Regions from separate parts of the Mus musculus genome. Here all the other regions are linked to region 5. The links are chromatin contacts, called in public promoter capture Hi-C and targeted proximity ligation maps. All regions are on one chromosome and are shown on one strand. The core of a region is the stretch at or near the end of the contact, and the rest is flanking DNA. Distances in the headings are between cores, read along the strand shown.

The links. Promoter capture Hi-C pulls out the DNA fragments that hold promoters and counts their contacts.
Region 1: a contact with region 5 is called in a promoter capture Hi-C map of liver, with 3 times the contacts expected there. A contact is called at or near these places in 4 of 39 promoter capture datasets (embryonic stem cells, frontonasal cranial neural crest, hippocampal neurons and 1 more), 1 of 484 Hi-C or Micro-C datasets (uterus), 1 of 130 datasets of targeted methods (neural tube) and 1 of 9 other capture datasets (embryonic stem cells).
Region 2: a contact with region 5 is called in a promoter capture Hi-C map of hippocampal neurons, with 5 times the contacts expected there. A contact is called at or near these places in 7 of 39 promoter capture datasets (cranial neural crest, embryonic stem cells, frontonasal cranial neural crest and 4 more), 2 of 130 datasets of targeted methods (embryonic forebrain and stem cell-derived neural progenitor cells) and 1 of 9 other capture datasets (embryonic stem cells).
Region 3: a contact with region 5 is called in a promoter capture Hi-C map of liver, with 2.9 times the contacts expected there. A contact is called at or near these places in 5 of 39 promoter capture datasets (embryonic stem cells, hippocampal neurons, liver and 1 more) and 1 of 484 Hi-C or Micro-C datasets (uterus).
Region 4: a contact with region 5 is called in a promoter capture Hi-C map of liver, with 2.8 times the contacts expected there. A contact is called at or near these places in 10 of 39 promoter capture datasets (the HPC-7 cell line, HPC-7-derived erythroid cells, embryonic stem cells and 6 more), 4 of 484 Hi-C or Micro-C datasets (liver and uterus), 7 of 130 datasets of targeted methods (craniofacial prominence, embryonic forebrain, embryonic hindbrain and 4 more) and 1 of 9 other capture datasets (embryonic stem cells).
Region 6: a targeted proximity ligation map of fibro-adipogenic progenitors shows a contact between it and region 5, with 5 times the contacts expected there. A contact is called at or near these places in 9 of 39 promoter capture datasets (the 3T3-L1 cell line, the C10 cell line, the HPC-7 cell line and 6 more), 1 of 484 Hi-C or Micro-C datasets (Sertoli cells) and 8 of 130 datasets of targeted methods (cardiomyocytes, craniofacial prominence, embryonic forebrain and 5 more).
Region 7: a contact with region 5 is called in a promoter capture Hi-C map of liver, with 3 times the contacts expected there. A contact is called at or near these places in 11 of 39 promoter capture datasets (the SN4741 cell line, cranial neural crest, embryonic stem cells and 7 more).

The regions. Positions count from the first base shown.
Region 1 is chr19:18,127,344-18,130,525 of GRCm38.p6, reverse strand. No RefSeq gene overlaps it. Among named protein-coding and RNA genes, the nearest start is that of Gm22880, 260 kb to the right of the region's middle.
Region 2 is chr19:17,438,296-17,441,852 of GRCm38.p6, reverse strand. Pcsk5 (proprotein convertase subtilisin/kexin type 5) reads left to right here. Exons shown (of 38, transcript NM_001190483.2): 36 at 2,734-2,834. Among named protein-coding and RNA genes, the nearest start is that of Rfk, 46 kb to the right of the region's middle.
Region 3 is chr19:18,144,948-18,148,027 of GRCm38.p6, reverse strand. No RefSeq gene overlaps it. Among named protein-coding and RNA genes, the nearest start is that of Gm22880, 280 kb to the right of the region's middle.
Region 4 is chr19:17,497,453-17,500,529 of GRCm38.p6, reverse strand. The region is part of intron 24 of Pcsk5 (proprotein convertase subtilisin/kexin type 5); the gene reads left to right. Among named protein-coding and RNA genes, the nearest start is that of Gm41813, 37 kb to the left of the region's middle.
Region 5 is chr19:17,836,125-17,839,677 of GRCm38.p6, reverse strand. It overlaps Pcsk5 (proprotein convertase subtilisin/kexin type 5), which reads left to right and starts at 2,046. Exons shown (of 38, transcript NM_001190483.2): 1 at 2,046-2,723. The coding sequence starts at 2,526.
Region 6 is chr19:18,335,519-18,338,799 of GRCm38.p6, reverse strand. No RefSeq gene overlaps it. Among named protein-coding and RNA genes, the nearest start is that of Ostf1, 290 kb to the left of the region's middle.
Region 7 is chr19:18,198,427-18,201,814 of GRCm38.p6, reverse strand. No RefSeq gene overlaps it. Among named protein-coding and RNA genes, the nearest start is that of Gm22880, 330 kb to the right of the region's middle.

The DNA of each region.
Region 1 (3,182 bases), core at 311-2,810, 290 kb before region 5:
GACTTGAGAACCACTGTTATGTCCTTGTTTTTCACAGCGTGGTCCAAGGTTGAATAGCAGAAGTGCTGCTTAGAAATGTAGTTGAAATATCGTGAAACTTCAAACCCTTCCTTAGGTGATCCCTGTGCAAAGTAAATTCAAAAATCTCTGATGGAGAGTCTACATATACTATTCAATTCTGAAACGTATAACTTTCTAAATAAGCCCTTCTCCTGTGATCTTCAGGAGATCATACAAGCGCAAGGCTTACAAAGGCTCAAATAGCTGCACCTGCCTTTGCTCGTGACCTCTGTCTTCTCTTTACTCTTCTGAGTTAATGCCCTCGTCCCTCAGAGAAAAAGCCTGATTCCAATCTTGATCCTGATTGTGAACATCCTTGATCCTGACCTAGGAAACCCAAACATTACCAGGATATTTATAAATCTAGTGTCCTTTGATAATCTGATGCTGGAAACTTTTCTTAGTCTCTAGGTTAAGCATCAACAATCATACTTAAATGCCACTCCTCATTGTTTTTCTCAGTTTCTTTGAGTATATAACGCTACTTTGCATCAGAACCCAGCTCTAATTTAGCAGAATGATTATGGTGACATTTGGCTTTCTACAAAAGCCCAATTCGTTGCTTTAAAAGTTCATAGAGGTCTGAATACATAGGTTGAACTGGATGGTGATGCTGAATGACACACAAGCACTGACTTTTCCAATTAGCCAACGAGTACATGGCTTCTTGAGCTCATTTTCCCACCAACCTACTGGGATAGACTTTAATCCAATAAAAACACTTCAAGAGCAGAATTCATCCTCCATTCCACTGCAGATGAGCCTCACAACAGCAACCTTTCAGACCCTGGATCTGAAGCCAGACTTCATAAAGCCCTTACTCAGGTCTTCCTTCTTTCCTATAGTAGGACGCTTCATGTCTTATGCCCATGTGAGATATAATATTACCCTGTGGCTTGGATTCTCAATATGGTCATTGCAGAAACAAAAGGCTTGTGAGAAAATCTAGAAGATCTTAGTGTATAGGGGCGATTAAATGAGTCCAAGAAAAACCATTACTGAACTAGAGAGTTTTCCCACTGTTATTATTATTGTTGTTGTTGTTGTTGTTGTTATTTTGATGATTATAATAACTTATTTGTATTCCTACCATACTTATATAGACATATTCTGAGTCCTATCTAAGGTAAAGGTATTTCTAACAAAAGAGTGGAATTTCTACAACTCACCTAGGTAGTCATAGAGTGAATTTAGTGAAATATATAACTCTGGTTTACTAAGGAATCCATTTTTTGAAAGAACAATGTGAAATACCCCTCCCTCAAACACATAAAACAAACAAACAAAAAAATCCCCAAACCCCCAAAACAAAAACAAAATAAAAAAACAAAAAGGAGAGTGAAGTAAAGTTCCCAGTGGAACTCAAGGCTCTGGACCGACCGAGCCATGAGCTTGCTTTAGAATTAGGGTTTTGAATTAAACAGCTGTAACCCATTTGGGCAGTTGTGCAAAACAGAAAGTTGGCAGACAAAACACTATTTTCAGACATTCAAACATAAGATGTTTGCAGCCAAAGCTTGTGATTAAGAAATCAAATGTTTTCTTTTCCCCCTTCCAACCTGTTCTCAGAATGTGGAAAGTTATTCCATTTTTTTTTTGTTTGTTTGTTTCTGAATCTGTTTGTGGTTATTGGGAATTGACTGTCTCCTCAGCCACTGGAGATTGATTTGATTCAATTTAGTACATTCCAATCCAAGCCGATCCAACTCAGCCTCATGCACCTTTCTTTAGGGGGCAACTTATATAAAGATAATGAACTTCAGTGCCTTGGGGCTGACATACCTGTTGTCTGCAGCTCAGTTTATCAAATATCCTGACTTTTGTACAATATCACTGAGTTTTGTTTCCACTCTGGCCTTGTAGATCTGTTCTCTTGCCTATCCTGAATCTTCGAGTCTTCTTTTTCTATAAGTCTGAGATAATATACAGTATAGATAGTTCTAGTCTCTTTGGGCAGGATGCTTGGACATCTTTTGTGCCTAACTCCAATGACCATCTCTGCATCCTAGCTCTCATGGGAACTCTTCTGCTGAATGTTTCTCTACATTATCCTTTCCTTCATTCTTTCATGTCTCATTTTCTCTTCCTATAGCTTGGCCTGACAAGGTCCAAGTCCTCTCCAAACGTTTCTTTTTCATATACATGCTGAGATATACATGAACATCTGGCATGAGTTTTTGTACTACTTCAGTTTTTTATGAAATATGGGAAGATGAGAAAGAGAAAGAGAGAGAGAGAGAGAGAGAGAGAGAGAGAGAGAGAGAGAGAGAGAGAGAGAGAATAAGATTAATGAGAATAAGCTTCAGAGAAAAATGCCTTCATGCCTCAAAAATATTAAGAACCTGCTGTGGCCCCATTTGAAGACCTGGGTGTCTGGATTCTACCCCACTTCTTTTATATTCTACCTGCATTCAACCACAGTTCTAAATGGCCTGGCAGTGGCAGGCTGGCAAGGGATGCAATGGGGGATGGCTAATGAAAAGTGGGTGCTGATATTCCCAGGCGTGAGGAGCCGAGGGGTGAAGTCAAAAGTTCTGTTAACCAGGATGGCCTTAGTGATGTCTAAAGAACTGAAATGGAGCAAGTCTTCAGTGTTTGTGGGTTCTGTTTTAATAGATTTGACAAACCACAAACAGAAATATACATACGTATGTATGTATGTATGTATGTATGTATGTGTGTGTGTGTGTTGCCTGTATTAAAAGGTAAGACTCCTAACCTGATGCTCTACTTGGGATTCTGCTGCTGTAATAAAACACCACAAGCAAAAGCAACCTGGAGAGGAAAGAGTTTCTTTGGCTTACTCACCCAGATCACAGTCCGTGATGAAGAAGGGAAGTCAGGGCAGACACCCAAAGCAGGAAACTGAAGGCACAAACTGAAGCAAATGGCATGGAAGAATGCTGCTCACTGACTTGGCCTCCATGGCTTTCTCAGTCTGCCTTTTTTTTTTTTTTTTTACTTCACACAGAACCATCAGCCCAGGGGGGTGGAACTGCCCGAAGTGGGTTGGGCCCTCCTACACCAGTCAATCAGGGCAAATCAAATCAAAACAAAACAAACAGAAAAACAAAAATGCTATCGGAGATTTGCTTCCAAGGCAAACTAATGGGGTCATTTTT
Region 2 (3,557 bases), core at 958-3,457, 400 kb after region 5:
TTAAAAAAAAAATACCCCTGCAAAAAAAAAATAAAACAATTTAGGGGAGGAATAGTTTATTTTAGCTCACAGTTCCAAGTTAGGTTCATCATCATAGCAGGGAAGTCGAAGGAGCAAGAATTGAAAAACCCCTAGTCATATCCACAATAAATGTGGTAAAAACAAGATGTCAATAAATAACTGTACTGTCATTTGCTAAACCTGGCAGACCTTATTTCTACCCGTTAGTGTTGTGCAGTGAGCCAGGGGAGGACTATCATTAGGTAAGTTGCTGTGTCTTAACACAGGTACATCACAACAAAGCACAAACCATATTTGAACACTTTTAATGTGGATTGGAAGTATCATTTATGATGACAGAGGGCAGTTGTAAGAACACTACAATTCTCTACTAGACTTGAAATTTCCTCCAAATTAAGGGTGGCAGCTCGAGCATTCCTTTCACAAGCTCATCAACACAGGATCCCCAAGACAGGGTTCAGGGGTGACTGGAAGCACTGGGTGGATCTGGAGAAAGCCCACAGGTTGGATTCTTCTTTGTCTTCCTGTGTGGAACTTGGGCCTAGAACTCACTGCTACGCATTTCCAGCCTCCATATTCACCTCCACTGCTGACTTTAGGATAGCACACATATCCTTTGCCAGTTAGAGTGTCTTGTGCTAACTCTGGTCTCGAAACACACAGATTATAGAAGCTGAGGATTTCCCCCAACCTTAGGCTATAAATTAAATAGAAAAAAAAGTTTAAATTTTTCTGAAACATTAACTGTCACACTAAGGAGGACATGGAAAACGAATCGAGAAAAAGTTAGCAGTTTGAATGAACAGAATGTCTGTTTTTCATCCACTTTCAACTGCCCAGTAAGTTTAGCTGTTAAGAAGAAAGCTATTGGAGCTGGTGAGTTGGCTCCACAGTTAAGAGTACTGACTGCTCTTCCAGAGGTCCTGAGTTCAATTCCCAGCAACCACGTGGTGGCTCACAACCATCTGTAATGGGATTTAATACCCTCTTCTGGTGTGTGTGAAGACAGCTACAGTGTACTCATATTAATAAAAAATAAGTCTTTAAAAAATAAAAAAGAGGAAGAAAGTTATTTGACAGCCACAGGGCACACACTTGTAACTCCAGCACTTAGAAGACTGGGATAGGAGGAGGCTAGAAGGTTGAAGTCAGCCACAGGGGGATGGAGGGGTGGAGGTGGAGGTGGGGGGAGGGGGAGGGTGGACACATTGACATCCTGTGGGAAAAGGGAAGAGAGAACAGAAACAGCAGGGAAAGGGGAGGAAAGTAGGGGAGGGGACAAAAAGGGGAGAAGAGGGAACAGAAGTAGGGGCGGGGAAGGGGAGGAGAGAAAAGAAGAGGAAAGGGTTGGGGAGGGAAGAGAAAAATAGCATTCTGAAGCACAGGGAGTCAGGGAGGTGGGTGCACCACACATGGACCTAATCTATACCATTATGTGCAGCTGCTGCCTCTGGAGTGAGTTATGTCCTTCCTTTAGCAAGCTCACCTTCTTATTTATCTTCCCCACACAGTATAAACCCTGAACTTCTCAAACAAACTCTTTCTTTTTTGTTTTTTGTTTTTTTAGGGTTAGGGTTATTATTATATCTTAGTACATTGCAGTTGTCTTTAGACACACTAAAAGATGCCATCAGATCTCATTATGGATGGTTTGTGAGTCAACCATGTGGTTGCTGGGATTTGAACTCAAGACCTTCGGAAGAGCAGTCAGTGCTCTTAACTGCTGAGCCATCTCTCCAACCCTAAGCTGGAGACCTTTGATGGCAGGCTGACTCTGCCCATTGCTCCTCACAGTCAATTCCCAGGGCTGCCCTGCATGAATTGAATTCACAGGGCTGGTTTGGGGGAGGGGGATGAAAATAGGCTAGGTCAGTGAAAAGCAAAGCAGATGGTGAGCTGTTCTGAATTTTAAGGAAATGTGAAAAGGTCTGTCTTTACAGCCTCAAGGCCCCTTAGAAGCAGTAATAGAGCCTCTTAGCCTTGGAAAAAACAAACAAACAAACAAACAAACAAATGCCCAGGAACTTAAGTCTTTGTGAAAGCTATGTGTTCAGGGCTTGCAATACAGCAAAGGAGGACATGAAAATAAAGTTACTGGTTTCCACCAAGGCTGACACACTCCACTGAATACTACCTAGGGCCTGGACTTGAGCCAAATTGGAAAGGAAGCAATCTTAGTTCCAGTCACACTGGTCTGCCAGCCTGCTACACAGCGGGAAGGCTATGTATATAATAATGCATATTGCAAACTATCTAGCAAAGGGGATTTCGAATCCTCAAGGAAACCACAAACGTTTGATGGTAGGAGAAGAAAAAGATTTCATGAACATTCCTTTTCCAGCAGGAGTTGGAACCCTGGGCCTTCCTTTTACATGCTGGGCAGGGAGGCTCCCACAGGCTACATCCTGGCTGGCCCCTCAGGTTTCAGAAGCATTCCACATGACTTCTCGTCTTCTAGAAATCTTTTGCTGTGACACATCATCTCTCGTCCTCAAATTCTCACTGTCCAGACTGAGAGTCCCTGGGAAGAGACTGCGAATTCTGTGTGTCTTTACTTTGTCCTGTAGATACTTGTCATAGCCTCGGTCCCCTTTCAGCTTCAATTTACTTGACATTTTCCTTACTCCCAAGTTTTTTGACTGCAAAACAGAGGTTAGAATCTGAAATCTGTCTCATAATGTGATTTTTTTTCTCTCTCTCTCTCTCTTTCAGGAAAGGAGGCGTGGAGTTGCTTGTCCTGTGTGTGGAGCTACCACCTTCTGAAAGGAATCTGCATCCCAGAATGTATCGTAGGGGAATACAGAGAGGGAAAGGTACTGAGACCTGGGCTTGGTGTATGCTCTTCCACTCCCACCCTTGGAGAGCTCATTTCCCACATGTCTTTCTGGGAAGTGAAAATGGCCTACATATGGCTACACTCCGCACAGCCTATGTTTAACACTGAACCATCTCTTTCATTCATAAGATACTCAGGCTACCAACCTTCAGCTTCCATGAGATTCACAAGAACTGAAAGGATCTAAGATAACTTGAGCCCTATAGCCATTCGTTATGACCACAGAGGAAGCTCAGTCCCCCATTACAACAGAAATACAAACTCTCCTCTTTCTGGCTGTTTGAACAGAACACAGGAGGAAGCTTGCTGGCCCTGCTCTTCCAATTCCTCCACATCTTACAGCAAGTATAGGATAAGCAGCTTTCCTGGGAGCCACTGATTTTCTGCATCCATTCTTGGTTGTGTTCCTAAACTTGAAACCATAAGAAAATGCATCGATAGTTGAAATAAATAAAAATAAAATCATTAAAATAAAAATAAATAAAATAAATCAACACATTTGCTCACAAGCTCTGTTTGAATTCTGACATCAAAGTTAAAGTTCAGAGAATCGGGCTCCGAGAAGTTTAAGAATTTATTGACGATCACATGGATAGAAGTTACATAGGTAGCACCACACCCAGAAGATGTGACAAGAAGATCTGAAAGCATCATAGATACTCCCAACTGCTTCAAGAAAAGCAAATCCCATTTCTCTTTT
Region 3 (3,080 bases), core at 123-2,622, 310 kb before region 5:
AGATGGTAGTTAATGAAAGCAACCACTTGATAGGAAAATGTTTGCCTGGAAGAAATGCTTGAAAACACATGATCTTTTGTCTTTGAAGATGGCCTTATTACACTTTAGACTCTAGGTTGGGATTAGCAGCCAGAAAGAAGAATCTTTATTTTCCTTCCACGGTGGTGGTAGCAGATTAGCCTGAATAGTCCTTGGAAAATAGAATTGCAATGCTTTGCAAGTCCAGAAATAACATTTCAAGGGCCCACCAGGTGAGGACTGAAAACCAAATAAACATATTTATCCTAGGCTTACAGCAAGCCGGTGCCTCTGAGGCTGGTATGCTACATGCATTTCAGGAGGATTCTTCTTAAGAAAAAAAAAAAAATAAAAACAGCTTAAACAATACTGTCTTTTGACCCAAGCACAAGGATGATAGTGTTTCAGGTGCCCTCTCTCTCACACACTTGTCTGGGCACATCTCACATTATAGGATAAGGAGTACCTGGGCTGGCATCCTAGAAGTAGCCTTCTCCTCCATCAGGACACAGGATCTGGCACCTAGGACTCTGACACCTTTGTTCAAATGATCTTGATGATACATTCAGAGCCTAGTTGCATCCTTTTCTTCCGCATTGCTTCTGAAAACACAGGAGATCTACACTAGGCTGACTGGGGGCCAAGTGGCAGCTGGGGAGGCAATGGCTGAGGATTTCACACATGGCAGAGTTTACATAGCTCATACCATATAACTTCCCATTCTGCTTGCTCCTCCCTGCTGCTGTCTTCTGCTATTTCTGGTGGCTTCCGACAGTTAGCTGCAGAGACTGTCTTCCCAGTAGAAACTACTACTAGTTTTCAAACTTGTTTTATGTCCTTTGAGGTTTATCTCTGTTGCAGCGGATACTCCTCGATACATTTTCAATTTATTAGAGCTTTGCAATTGCAAAAATAACATATTATAGAGAAAGCTGACCACAAGAAATGTCTACATCTTAGCCAGGGCACCTTGACAAAGGGGAGTCCTTGTCTCCAGAAAATACGCATTTTTCTTACCAGAGTCCAAGGGCAGGAATTTGTCAAATGAGAACTTAAGGTGTTCATTACAATTTTCCCCACATCACTCAGTCATTGATATTCAGTTATGGCTTTCCACAGCAAGCTAACCTTTAAAAGTGCAGTATCTTCTAGATATGGGTGTCAAGACCTTTACGAACATGGAAAATTATTGTAGTATTTTAGACTAGCAGATTTTAAATATAGAACTTTGAGTTGGCCTTGTTTACGTAGGGTTTACTGACCCTGAAGCTTTCAACACAGCCCTTGCTGCTTAAACAGCAGTAAAAACCAACCTTTGCCCTAAACATTCCTGATTTGAAGCCAGTTTCTTGGAATAAATAATAGTTTCCAGGTAGATGGAGGGAATATTGATTTTATGTTCTAGGTACACGATAGGACTCAATGTACAAAAGTGTAGCACCTAGCCATTTCCACAGTGACAACTGGTTTACTGTTCCCACCATGTGCTGGCTCCTACTTTATCTCTACCTGTCACTGCAGCCCCCAAAGCCAGTCCCTCCTAGCCTGCAGAGGCACAGAAATTGAGGGTCAGCAAATGTTAACCATTTGGCCAGGGTCTCAGTAGGGCTGAGTTAGGCTTTGAAATTCTATCTGTTTAACCGAAACCCCTTGTCTCGTTCCAGGTTTCACACAGCTGCTCTTAGCCTCCACTCAGTGGATCTGCTTGGGCCTCCAGCTGCAGGCTTCTCATAGTATGTGCGTATATCTACCTTCATGCTTACATGTGAACATCAGATTTAGCACTATGCATCCCATCAGTGTGCTCCAGACAAAATCAATGTTACTTTTCTCTTGGCGCCCTATTATTTCTCTTTACACACACCCTCTACACACACACACATACACACACACAGACAGACAGACAGACACACACACACTTTTACTGACCCATAGTATTCTAGAGTTGTTTTAGATTATAAAGATATTCTTGAATATTTTGGACTTTTGTCCTTTTCTGTTTGAAATAAAAACTCCTTAATCCCTGTCATGCAGACAGACTTGAAATCAGTGGTTCTTCTCCAACTTCCTGACCATCAGAAATATCAGCTTGTGCCATGCAGAGCTCTTTTTGTTTTCTGGTGATCAAACTTCCAAAGCTAATAACTCAACAATCTTTTAGAATATTAAGTATCTGAACAAAAATATCAGAAGTCTAAAAGCACCCCCTTAAGTCAATGAATGAAATTAGAACGTGATAATTAAAAAGCAACTTCAAATATTCACTCAATAATTGTTTGTTTTGTTCAGGTTCCACAGGAGAACAAATGTAGGTAAAAAGGTCCTGAAAAGCAAATACAAGATTGGAGATAGGTTTTAAGAAACAAGTAAAGTTTCATTCCATACGTGTCAAGTAGGTTTTGTGGAAATTAGAAAAGAGCTGGGTGATGTTAAGACAGAAGGATGTGCCAAGGGAAGCTAAAACCACAGGAAGGTAAAATATTCCCATGACCTCATGGTCAGAGCAAAGGTTGTGAAGAGAGAAAGACTACAGAGCAGAACCAGAGGGGGCAAGGCCACAAGGAGGGTGGATTGTGAGTTATATCCATAGGACAGCTGTGTCCTCGGATGCCCTTGAATTCTAAGTTACTCTGTGTTCTTGTCTCTCATTTGACATAACATATTCAAGAGGCAAAGTTTGAATGGGAAAATAACAATCAAAATTGAGGAATTTTTAGAAACTATTTACCAGACCCCAAATTTCCTATAGTAGACATGTTTTCTGAGTGCATTTTTCTAGAATGTGTTTATTAGGATGGACAATTGATAAATCCCATGGAAATGAGTTTGTATCATTGCCCCAAGAGGCAACTGCTTCAATTGCCTTGGTTTATCTAATTTTGAATTTAGGTATATATTTACATTTTTAAATCTACATATTAAATTCTTGCTTTTCCTGATTTATCGTAACTTCTAAAGACTGCTTTCAGTTTTTCCAAGTGTAAGGATTTGATAAAATTTATTTAAAATTTGCAATCTCAAGTCTCTTTCATGACAAAAGGTCTAAATCACCTGTGTAGTAG
Region 4 (3,077 bases), core at 565-3,064, 340 kb after region 5:
ACCCTTAATGTGGGCGGTACCATCCCATGGGATCATGTCTCACTCTTAGTGAAGGCAGGGAGGGGGGAACGTGAGCTAAGTATTGGCATTTATCGACCTCTGCCTCCTACCTCTATACACAATCTGAGCAGCCATCTCAGTCTCCTGCCACCAAACTTCCCCACAATGCATTGCCTCAAGCCATAAACCAGAATCCTTTTACCCTGTAGTGCACAGTCAGGAGAATGAACCTAACGCTTTGGTTTTGAATAAGTTTATTAAGTACATCCCAAACAAAAGTAAAGGAGTTGATAGCAATTAGCAGTTATACAGACACAGTGGGCAGGCAAAAGCGGCAGACAGGACAGCATCGTGTAAGGTGGTGCTCAGGACACCAAGCGGAGATAACTCAGGTATTTGAGGCAGTCAGCTGGAGGCGCCAGTTCTGCCACGACTGAGCTCCCATGTCTGGACTTCTGGCTTCCTACTCTCAATGCAGGGCACTTTTATATCATGGCAGAAACAATGGTGACATCTGTTGGGAATAGCTCGCCTTCTCCGAGTTCTTGAGGACACGATGTTTTAACCCTCCATCTGTTACACTCTTCCTTCCTTGTCACAGTGTTGGGGTCTTGGGGCAGGCCATCCTCAAACAAGAATCATGGAGGACACTTGATATGGCATGTTTGAGTCTGAAGTGGCGGCGCAGGATGTCTCCTTTTGCAGAGCCAGCTTCTCAGCAAGTTTAAATAACACATGACAACTTAGCAGTAGAATGTCCATTTGCTCCCTTATGCTGTTTCATGGCAGGTGTGTGGTCACAGTCAGAAAAGGATCTGCTGCGTTGGTAGCAAGGGCAACCCTGTATTGCTGTACCTTTCCTTTATCTACTTGCCAGGAAATGTACCAGCCAGACTGAGAATTTGAACCGCCCTCTCTATCTTTCAGGGAGGGTATCCACCTAGGCATAAAGACACAGAAACAGAGAAACCTTTCTCTCTGGGTTCAGGAGCCTCCCATGTAAATGAGAAGTTCTCAGATCTCGCTGCACACTGGAATTACCTGAGAGCGAGAACATGAACATCACACTGCCCGCTTGCCGTTCTCATCTGACTCTTCTGGAGTAGGGCTTAGGCCTCAGTATTTTCTGAAGCGCTGACTGATGTTGGTGTGCAACCATGGTAAATAAAAAATAAAAATAAAAAAAAATAAAAAAAAACAGTGACTGAGAACCTGCATATACACATAATTGCACCACCATATTTGAAATTCTTTTGTGGATGACAGGAGCCGAAGCAGACACAGAGAGGTGATAATTATTACATTTTAATGTTCTGTCCAGGCTAGGTATGGAGCTAGGCAGATGGTTCACACACATGGTCTGGATTTCTCAGGCTAGCCCTCTCTATCCAAAGTCCTTATTTTCATTTGATAAATGAGGAAGGCAATACGCAGGGAGCTTATGTAATTTGCCCAAAGTTACACAACTTAGTAGGTTTTAGAGCCAAAGCTAAACTTAGGACTGTCTGGCTCTAACCCTGTAGACCATCCAAATGCTCGCTCCTTTCCAGAGCAGACTGCATTCATCTTCCATTTGCCTAGAGAAGAGAATGAACGTTGTAGAAATCTCCACCTGTTGTGTCTGAGTCTATCCTCGTGGGCTTGTGTTCTTGGGTGTCCCCTAATGTTTCCCTTGTCTTTCTCCTATGATTAAGCTCACATTCTTATGGTTATGGCAGAGAAGGACATATTGGCCAGATAGCCAGAGCTCAATTCTAGAGCAATTAGCTCATCATCTTGGCTCTTCGCATTATTACACTGTTTGCTCCCAGAGCTGAGTAACTTATTGTGTAACTGACCTGCGAAGTTGAGCTGTGAGCCAAGGCTGTCTGGATCACGTAGGCTTGCAGAGAGAGAGAGAGAGAGAGAGAGAGAGAGAGAGAGAGAGAGAGAGAGAGAGAGAGAGAGAGAGCTGAGCCAAGCACATCCAAAATAAACCTAGTTAAGTAAGAGATCTGAGTGGTCAAGTGCATTGCACAGCAAGTGAGGCTCAAACGACCATCTGCTGTTCAGAAAAGCAATGTGAGGTCTAGGATGTTGAGCTCCCAGTGTGCAGAGGTGGGGGAGCGCTGGGTGGAGGGTTGGAGTTTATACTGACAAGGCAGAGACAGGAGAATCACAGAAGATCTAGAAACCATTTCTTTGTGTGTGTGTGTGTGTGTGTGTGTGTGTGTGTGTGTGTGTGTTTTAAATGTTTATTTTTTTTAATTCTTTTTAATTAGGTATTTTCCTCATTTACATTTCCATTGCTATCCCAAAAGTCCCCCATACCCTCCCCCCCCAACCCCCTATCCACCCACTCCCACTTTTTGGCCCTGGCGTTCCCCTGTACTGGGGCATATAAAGTTTGCAAGTCCAATGGGCCTCTCTTTCCAGTGATGGCCAACTAGGCCATCTTTTGATACATATGCAGCTAGAGTCAAGAGCTCCGGGGTACTGGTTAGTTCATAATGTTGTTCCACCTATAGGATTGCAGATCCCTTTAGCTCCTTGGGTATTTTCTCTAGCTCCTCCATTGGGGGCCCTGTGATCCGTCCAATAGCTGACTGTGAGCATCCACTTATGTGTTTGCTAGGCCCCGGCGTAGTCTCACTACAGACTGCTATATCAGGGTCCTATCAGCACAATCTTGCTAGTGTATGCAATGGTGTCAGAGTTTGGAGGCTGATTATGGGATGGATCCCTGGATATGGCAGTCTCTACATGGTCCATCCTTTTGTCTCAGCTCCAAACTTTGTCTCTGCAACTCCTTCCATGGGTGTTTTGTTCCCAATTCTAAGAAGGGGCAAAGTGTCCACACTTTGGTCTTCGTTCTTCTTGAGTTTCATGTGTTTTGCAAATTGTAACTTATATCGTGGGTATTCTAAGTTTCTGGGCTACTATCCACTTATCAGTGAATACATATCATTTGAGTTCTTTTGTGTTTGGGTTACCTCACACAGGATGATGCCCTCCAGGTCCAACCATTTGCCTAGGAATTTCATAAATTCATTCTTTTTAATAGCTGAGTAGTTCTCCATTGTGTAAATGTACCACAT
Region 5 (3,553 bases), core at 797-3,296:
GGAGACTCAGGCATTTCTCTTTACTTAATCCACAATTCAAACCCAGAGGCAACATGGCTTTCAAAGTGCATGTGTGTGTGTGTGTGTGTGTGTGTGTGTGTGTGTGTGTGTGTGCTGTTGATAGATTTCCAGAATCCTAGAGAGAAATCTACAGGCCATGTCTCAAGCTTGACTCTCAAAGTACTTTGTACTGGGACCATCCTCTTGCTGTTGATCAAGTTCAGATATGCTCTCTTGCCCAACCGAGAACAAATCCATGCAATTCTGTCTCTTACATATGTGCTGAGATTTAGATCATCAGTTAACTCTGATTGTTCTATCTGGAATTCAGCAACTTTTAATAGCATGGATGCAGATGGTCACCCTGGCAATTAGCAAATCTCCCTGTCCCTGTCCCTGTCCCTGTCCCTCTCCCTCTCCCTCCTCTCTCTCCCCTTCCTCCCTCCCTCCCTCCCTGCCCCCTTACTCTGGAATCTATGGTTGAGAGGGGTGGTAAGAGGTCTGTCCAAAGGGACTGGCCAGTAGCCAGACTATACGGACTCTAGAGCCAAGCAAAATGCCTAGGTTTCTCTCTTTACAAAAATAATGCCAAGTAACAATGAGCATTTTCTTTAGAGAATTCTGAGCCTAAATTCCACCAATATTTTGTGCCCCACCCCCGACTATGTCCAGCACAATCTGATAGGAATCATAGACCAGGCCCTTGAAACAGATGTGTTAAACTAGCCAAATAAATAAATCAATAGAATGCATGCCTTTCTGCAGCATGTATCTGCTTTTCTCATCTACCTCTTGATCTGTAATGTATGGGCATTGTTATTTGAATTTGTTTGAAAGAAAAAAAATATAATCTATTTATACAATATGCAAAATCTATAAAATTTATGCTCCAAGGTGCTAGTAGATTTAAGCTTGCAGATATCCTTCAGACAGTTAAATCATCCTGAGATGGGTTAATCTCAGACACAGTCAACTAGTCTTTAGGAAGAATGACAAGGGATTGGAAGAGGAGAGGGATAGGATGTGAGGGCTTCGGACAGCTGCTTCTTTTAAGGTTAGGCAAACCATTTCATAAAGACCAATTTTTCTTTTTACAAGAAACTACTCTTTGGCCCCTCACCTGCAAAAGACAAGGTGGTTAGAGAAGTCTGAAGAAGGCCAGACACCATTCCCTGTTGTGTCTGAAGTCATGGTACTTTAACGCAGACTTGGTGGCATTTCATCTGACTTCCTCTGTGGTCCTTTTTATATTACTCTCCCCCTCTGCTCTGGTGACATACTTGGAAAGTTGGAAAACTCTCCTTGCTGAGGTAAATGAAGCCCTTGGAGATAAGGACACAGAAACGAATGACCGAATGGCCGCTCCCTTGGAACCCACACTTATCCGTTCTCTAGTACTGTAGATATTCATAGAAATATCTTTCCATGCTCTAAGCAGGGATTTCACCCTCCTGTGATGTTGCTGCTGAGTATCAGAATGGCTGATCTCCCAAGTCAACAGGCGACAGACTTTTGGCTTTGGCTTTTGTAAGAGTGAATGATACTTAACTGTCCTGTGTGACAGCTTCTCCGGGGAGCAGAATGCGCAAAATAAACAGTTACTGAAAAGCATAAAGAATTAGTGAAGTGAAAATCTCGATATTTGTTTTGAAATTGAGACAGGAGTGACCTTAAAATGCTCAGTCCTGGGCGTTTAGCGCCGGGATGAATGAATCTTTGCCCATACTTCCCTCTCATTATCCTGTAAATCTTAGACTTTCCAGAGTAACGGGAAATTAATTCAAATGCAGCCCGGCGGAATAAAAAGGATAGAAATCAAGACTCCGGAGGCACTCTCCTCTCAGCCCTTTGGGGAGAGGACTTCACTGGCCCGACCCTGGAGTTTACAGCAGGGAGAACAGGGAGGCGCTAGGACCTGGGTGGCTCCTGGCTGAGGCCCCGCTCGTGAGGGCGGAGGAGTAGAGGAGGAGGGAGATGTGGGAAAGGAGGGGTGCTCCGGGGGGCGGGGGAGTCATTTATGCGGAGCGGGCGCCGCTGCCGTCGCCACTCACAGTCCCGGCGCGCTGCTCGGAGCCGGAGGGAGCGCAGCGAGAGGGCGAGCGAGCGAGCGAGCGCTTGGAGCCGGGTTCAGCAGAGGGGGCGCCCGGCCGCTGCTTGCGCTCCGGCCGGTCGTTTCCACGGAGCTCCAGGGCCGGAGAGGAGCAAGAGGCAAACGAAGAGTCCAAGAGCAAAGCCGGGAGAGCCCGCGGCGGAGGCTCCAGTCCCACTCCGCCGCCTCCCGTGCAAGCCGGGGAGCGATCGCTCAACGCCCCGCCGGCCCAGAGCCCGTCACCCCGTCCCCTCTGCCCCAGGCATGGTCTAAGAGCCTGAGAGGGGCTAGCTGTTCTGCTCTGCTCCCGGGCTCTCAGCCTCCTACCGACCGCTCCCGGCTGCGCGCCCCGCCGGCCCAGGCCGGAGAAGTTAGTTGTGCGCGCTGCTTAGCGCGCGAGCCAGCGGGCGGGCGAAGGCGGCGAAGCGTCGGGACCATGGACTGGGACTGGGGGAACCGCTGCAGCCGCCCGGGACGGCGGGACCTGCTGTGCGTGCTGGCACTGCTCGCCGGCTGTCTGCTCCCGGTATGCCGGACGCGCGTCTACACCAACCACTGGGCAGTGAAGATCGCCGGCGGCTTCGCGGAGGCAGATCGCATAGCCAGCAAGTACGGATTCATCAACGTAGGACAGGTAACCAACCCCCGGTGACACAGGCTCTGCACCCAGAAGCTAGTCGTTTGGGGGCTTCTTGTCCCCTCCGCTTCGACCCCTCCCCCTTTTCCAGATGTGCTTCTGCAGCTGTGGCCCGAACTCTAGGGCGATGCTCTCTCCAACGCGCTCGTTGCACAGTCACACACATGCCCCGAAGTTGCTGGGATCTCTGTTTAATTTGTTTTTACAAGCAATGAGGGACAGGTAGGGTCTGTGGAAAATATGGAGTGCCCTTGGACAGGTTGAGACTCGCCTGGACCTTTGGACCTGGGAAGTCCAGAAGCGCTATTTAGCTTGAGGAAATAGCCCTGCGAGTGGCTGTGGCAGGGAAGGTTGAGACTTTTGGAGGCCAAGGAGTGAGAACGCCCCTGGTTCTAACTGGGAGAGAAAAGCCTGGATTAACCTCCTGGGCCACAGAATTGCTGTGCTCTGGAGGGCTTTGAGTGCGGCGTCTGGAAGGGAGGTGGTGGGGAGAGAGGAAGGGGGCGGGACACTGGGAGGGAAGCACGGATTTAGGGGGGTCCTGGCTGCTGCCTCTCTTGGCCAGGATCCAAATGTGGGCCCCCGGAGCTGGGTGGGGAGGAACCTGGGAGACATTGAAAGCGGCTGAAATGTTCTGCTCCGGGAACTTGGGAATCTTCTACTGGCGTGGAACCTGGGGTACCCGGTTGTGGCGTGTGGCAGGAATGCTTTGCTGAGGTGCCTTTGGTGGGTTTTCGTTCGATTTGCCATGCTGAGGGAAATGCCAATACATTTTATGGGACCCTTGGCAGCGCCACCGATTTGTATTCTGGCTTAAATGGCCTGGA
Region 6 (3,281 bases), core at 635-3,134, 500 kb before region 5:
GCTTGGGAAAAGCTTGGTGTTATCACCCCATTTCCCAACTGAAAGGATTTTAAGAACTTCAGGGGGAACACAAGAGGCAGCCTGACTCTATAGTAGGAAAAATCTTAAGTGAGAATCAGGTCTCCATGGCTTTGATTCCCAGCTTTGCAATATAACCAGTTCCTGGTTTGAGCCTCACTCAGCTGCAATGTCTCTTGCACAGAGGGGGCCTGTGGCCTTGCTACTTAGTAAGATCTCTCTTAGAAGCTAGCTTTGCTAGTTACCCGTTACAAAGCATTAACCAGATGCTCAGCTCCCTTAAGCCTTTACTCCCTTAAATCCAAGTTTTGCTTCCTAATAAAAGCACTGCTGGACAGATTAAATTAAAGAACTTACAGAACTAAGCTAACACAGTCTGAGGCCTCATAGTGGAAATCTGCCTGTGTGTAGTCAAGTCATAAACTATTTCCCAACATTTAACAATTGAGTGTGATTAAAAAGATTCTGATTTGTTGGGCAGAAGCATACACACATATCTTCCAACTCTGAGGCAGCATACGTTCCTCTCAGGAGACAATTTTATTGCCAAGAATGGCATCTTGACTACAGGTACAGACAGCCCATTTGTTTTACCTCTCCACAGTGCTTTGAACCATTTGCAATATTCCATTTGTCTTCGATGCTCTTAAAAAGTTATGATTACTTTATGACACAGAGAAACATATCAGTGGCCATCTCCCATTTAATAAGGCCTGTCTTTAGACACAGCATTGCACAATATGATTACACACTATTACGGGATGTTCTTACTATGGAGAGCAGCGGGGCAAGTGATGCTAATACTGTTGGGATGTTGTCTGGCTCTGCTGAATCCCGGCAATCCTTCCCTTTAGAGAGTGCGCAAGAAAGGCTGGCAAGTCTCATGGCCAGCCAACTCAACAGACTTCAGACTACAGTTCTGCATATTTCATACTTTGGAACCAAACACCTTCAAATTGCTCCATTTTTAACTGCTGGATTGCATTTCAGCTTTAGATCACACTGAAGGAAGGGGAAAAAAACCCCACCCAAACCTTTTTGATCTAGTTGCTTCACATTCCTTTACAATAAAAGTATCTTGTTTATGTCTCTTGGCACCTGAGGATAGGGGACTGTGTATTTTATGGAGACCTGAGCTTAGGCTTTGGCACAGTTCTGTTTTATTGACAGTTTTTCTGTAGTGGACACATCTACAAGATCACGTGGACCCATTCTGAATTTCAGTATTTCAATTATGCGGGTGTCCGGAGACTCCCCGTGCCAGGGACCCTGGTGCTGCAGTGGACCGGAAGGGCAGATATCATTTTGAAGTTAGAGAAAGAAAGGATAAAACCACCTTTGATTTAGAGATCCAAGAACAAAGGAAATTGAATATGAAATGACTTCCAAAGCATCTGATAGCCCCACCTTATCATATTCCTGTGGTTCCCTTCTGACATTGTGGACAAGCCTTTCCAATTTCTAAAAATGTGCTGAGATTCTAAGCCAAAGATGACCTGCTTAAAGGCAAGTAGTCCAGAACCAATTCACTGTTGGGGGAATCTCATTTATCCAAGTATTTTCAGCACAGACATGATGTACAGGAGAGTGCTGGGCCCCGAGGATTCAAAGGCATGAGACATAGGACTTTTGGATTTCAAGGGCCGTGGCGGGGATGTGCAAGTGTAGTAGAGGGGCCTGACAAAGTGCTTGGAGACACAGAGCACGGAGAGTAATTTCTTCTGGAAAACTGGAATGCTGACCTCAAGAATGTGGAATTTGAGTTAAACCTAAGGACAACTTGTGCTTCCAAAAGCATCCTGCAAGCATCCAGAGTCTCTTCTCTAACAATCACAAACAGTAACAAAACATAATCTTGCAGAATGTGTCTTACGATGGAGTGGTAAACAGGAGTGGTGATATCATCGCCAGTTTGTAGAGGAGATGGGCTGAAACCTCTCATGAGTCATCTTTAAAGAGACAGATTCATTTATCCAAGTTCCCGTGGGTAGGTGAGAGTAGAACTGGAACAAGAAAGTAGGCTAGAACTCAGACTCGGGTCATGCATCATCTAAAGCTGTCTAAAGTAATAGAGACAATAAAATGTATATAGCTAGTATAATAGTAGATTGGGTTGATTCATAAGACAGGACTGGGTAATCTAAAGGTGGCCATCTACACGCTGGAAAGGCAGTGTGCTGGGCAGCTGAACAGCCCAGGAAGCTCGACACTACCAGTCCTGTGCTACAGGACTTAAAGATTCCCTAAAGAGATGCTGTTATGGAATTCACATTGAAAGGCCAGAGAAGCCAGTATATCTGCAGCCATGCATGCACTCACTCGACAGGAAAGGGATGTGCATGTTGTGCGTGCTGTTTCCACCCAGTTTCTGATCATTTGAGCAGCTTAGAAGGCACAGCTAGTATTCAATGTGGGTCTTTGTTCTCAGTCACTGTCCTACACAACAGTTATCCCTGGAAACTCCATCAAGGGCCATGCAGGGGTGTCTTTCACCAGTCTCAGATATTTCTTAATCCAGTCAAGTTGACAACAAATACGAAGCCTCACACCAACTCTCATGAGGGCTCCTTTTGTGCTTTGCTAATGTGTGTCCATGCTTAAGACCTGTGAGAGGAAAAGGTCCAAGTTGAGTTATGGTTCTAATAGCTTTTCACTTCTCTTGTGTGTAAAGTGCTTGTGGTAGAAAGGCGAGCACACCAGTGGTCTTGATTGAGCTAGCCAATGCCAAAATGCTTTGTGTTTTTGAGCTGGCAGTTGGGAAGACTGGGCAAGGCACAAGAGAATGTACAGAACCATTAGCCTCTTGTGGAGACTCTTCTGGGACCTGTGAGTGTCCAGAGACTGATGAAGAATCCACATGGTGCTATATCTTTTAGCTCCATGGGTTGTTTCACGACCCTTTCATGGGATCTGTGATGTTGTTACCATCTTACCAGAGGCAGAGACACTTGGTCCATGAGACAGAGCAGATTGACGACTAGTGCAGAGACTCTGACATATGTTCAGACATGCTGGTTTCAGTCGTCTGGGGAGTGTGATGTCTCCTCATCTTCATGAAATGTCTTTGGTAGGAAACAATGTCTTTTGTAGTAAGCCATGGTTTAAATGGACAATGGAACACCAAGGTTATGAAGGGATGGGAAGGGGAAAGAAAAGGAAGAGTCCCTCTTTCCTTCAAAGTGACATGCGAAAACATATTCCACTGTGCCTAGCACAGAGCACTGTCAACCATGACCCCAAACCCCACAATCTGTTTGTTCTAC
Region 7 (3,388 bases), core at 270-2,769, 360 kb before region 5:
TTGTTATGTATGTTGTCATGATAAAAAGACTACTAAACACCACACAGGGTGATGACATAGTCAAAATCCATCATTTGTACCCTCTGTGGAAATTTCAGTGTTGGGGAAACTAATATTTGGTTCTTTGAGTTATGATTCAGTTAAGCTGAATGAGGGAACGCTTCTGTTTCTCTCTATAAACTCAGAGTACAGAAATGTGTCACTAGATAATGTGGTTGACTTTAAAACTAAAATAAAAATAAATATTCCTTAGTTATTTTTAGTTACTTTGAATATTCGGCCCCAGTCTAAAGAGTAGACTTTACCTTGGAAGGTGGCAATGCTTTCCTGCATGGGAAGTGAGGTGAGTGTAGCAGAAATAGTAGACTGGAAACAGATGAAATCCAAAAATGGTGAGCATTAGACTATAAAAGAAACAATGGGTCCTATCATCAGACACTAGTCAAAATGATATGAAGGCTGCAAGTAAAAAAGAAAAGGAGGGGCTGCTTGATGGTTAGAGCACTTACTGCTCTTTCAACAAACTATAGTTCATTTCCCAGAACACATACAGCAAGATCCACAACCACCCACAATTCTAGCTCCAGCCGATCTAATGGCCTGGTCTAGCCTCTGTGGGAAGCACACCCCGCAACCTCCCCCAGAGACAAATGAATAAACATAAAATCAAGTGCATCCGTGTGTGTGTGTGTGTGTGTGTGTGTGTGTGTGTGTGTGTGTGTATTGAAGGGTACTTCATGGAAATGGAAATTGAAACTCTGTAAAAAATATAGTATTAAGTCAGGAGCTCTCTGTTTTCTGCAGCATGAATACACTGAAGAAGAGACACTTGCACTCACCACCTTGTTTACTGATGTTGTAGAAGGGGGTCATCTGAGGGGAATTCTTACAGTCAAATAGTTTGGCTGGTGTGTTGGTATAAATATGCTTGGCCCATGGGAGGAGTGGCCTTATTGGAGGAATTATAGCCTTGTTAGAAGAAGTGTGTCTCTGGAGGAGGGGCTTTGAAGTCTCATATATCTGCTCAAATCTGGCCAGTGTGACACTCCTCCATTCTCTCCCACCTCCTGCTGCATTCAGAAGATGGTCAGAACAAGATGTAGAATTCTCAGCTCCCCCATCACCATCACTGCCTACACACTGCCATGCTTTCTGCCACGATGAAAATGAACTGAATCTCTGAAACTGTAATCCAGTCCCAGTTAATTATTTACCTTTCTAAGATTTGCCTTGGTCACAGTGTCTCTTCACAGCAATGAAATACCAACTAAGACAACCGGATAGCCAGACACTTCATATGCTATCTCTCTAAGCCTCAGAGGTTTCTCTTTCTTTGCTACCTAAGCAAGTGACCACTCTAAGCATCCATCTGAACCCAGGAAACTTGTTGTGACTTGGACTCATATTTATGGACACAGATCTACTTGTGTGGAAATTATAGGTGGTGCCACAGAGAGATAAGTTAAAGGTAAATATGTCAGGGCAACTACAGACTGAACTCTGGTAAGGGGGAGAGGCTAGCTGTATGTGACTACTAGCAAGGGATCAATGGGATTAGTCAGTGACCTGCAGTTTGCCCAGCCAGCACGGCCTGCTTTGGGCACTCACAGAAAGCTTGAGAAATTGAACGAAAAGCAGTGACAACTTGAGACTTTCCTGTACCAATCCCTGATCTGGTGTGAAGGAGCATGAAAAGGAAAGAGTTCATCAGGTCAGCCAGCAGAATTAGTGTGAGGGCACCCCCTGCCCTCTCTACCCCTCTCCATTGGCAGGTCTCCATACTGGGGGTGGGCTGGGGAGGAGAAACCACCACTGGTAGAAATCCAGCCTAGCAGGAAAGGCAATGAAGGGGCTCAGCCTGCATAAAGGCCTTTCTAATCTAAATTGTTTGGCCTTCAGAGACATGACTGGGTGCCCTCACATCATTCAACAAACTACAAAAGGCAAGTGGTGGATGGGTGTATCATCTCCATTTTGTTTTCTTCTGCAATGAATAAATACTGACTTTTAATTGTTTTGAAGAACTTTATTTTCTTTCTCTTTGAGTCTCATTGGGGGTTTAGTTGATATTCTTGGGTTTTTTTTAACTACATTAAAATATCTGGATTTAAAAAAAATAACTTTTATTTCTTGTTCTTTACACAGATTAAGAGAAGGTGAGCTACTGAGAAGATACTCATTTAAAAAAACAAGTGTTCTAAGAAGACCTACAGAGTCAACTAATCTGCCTTAATGGGGGGGGGTCACAGAGAATGAACCACCAACAGAAGATCATGGATGGGCTAGACCTAGACCCTCTACATATATGTGGCAGATATTCAGCTTGTTCTTTATGTGGGCCTCCTAATGAGTGAAGTGGGGCTGCCTATGACTGTTGCCTGCCTTTGGGTCCCTTTCCCTTAGTAGGCTGCCTTATCTGGCCTCAGTAGGAGAGGATGCACTTAGTCGTTTTGCATCTTTATGTGCCAGGGCAGGATGGTAACAATGGGGGAGCCCCCCCTTCTCTGAGGAGAAAAAGATGGGAGAAGGGGTGTGTGAGGGTGGGACTAGGAGGAAATGAGGGAAGAGGGCTCTGATCAGGATGTAAAATGAATAAATGAATAAATAAATAAATAAATAAATAAATAAATAAATAAATAAGAGAAAAAAGTATTTGTTTCAGTACATGCAAAAATTGGAAAGTAGCAAAATAAAGACTATGAAAATTTAAGACAATATGATTCCAAATGCTTACAATCCATCAATAAAATATATTAAAATTTAAAAGATATTGAAATTCAAAAGTTTTAAAATGACTAATGACCTCAAAAAGAATGATAAAATAGATAAAAAGTAAGGTGTAGTCATTAAAACCTGCAAAAGGAAGTTGGCAATGAAAAAAATTCAATAAGAAAATTGAGGTTCTGGAGTAAAGGAAGTGTTTGAAGTGAAAAGACTTAACAAAGTAAATAAAAAGTGCAATAGAAAGTGTCACCAGTACCTTAAACCAAGGAGACAGAATAGCATGGACTTATGCAAGACCAAAGAAATATTATGCTTAGAGATCATTGAAAAATTAAAAGTAAGTGTGAGTACAACTTCAAGGACTTGAAGATGATCAAGAAGCAAAACCTACGAATTCATGATATGGAAGCAGCTGAAGTACAAACTAAAGGCACAGAAAATACAGTCAATGATACTTTATCAATTCTGAGGCCAAATATTGGCAAATGAGTACAGGCCACATTTAAAATCCAAATAGACATGACCACAGAAGAACCCACACACATCATTAGTTAAAGTGCTAAGAACGCATAGCAAAGAAATATTATTTAAAGACAAAAGAAGCACCAACTTATTTAGAAAAGCAAAATTACCAAGATTATATCAAACATATCATCTGTAATCT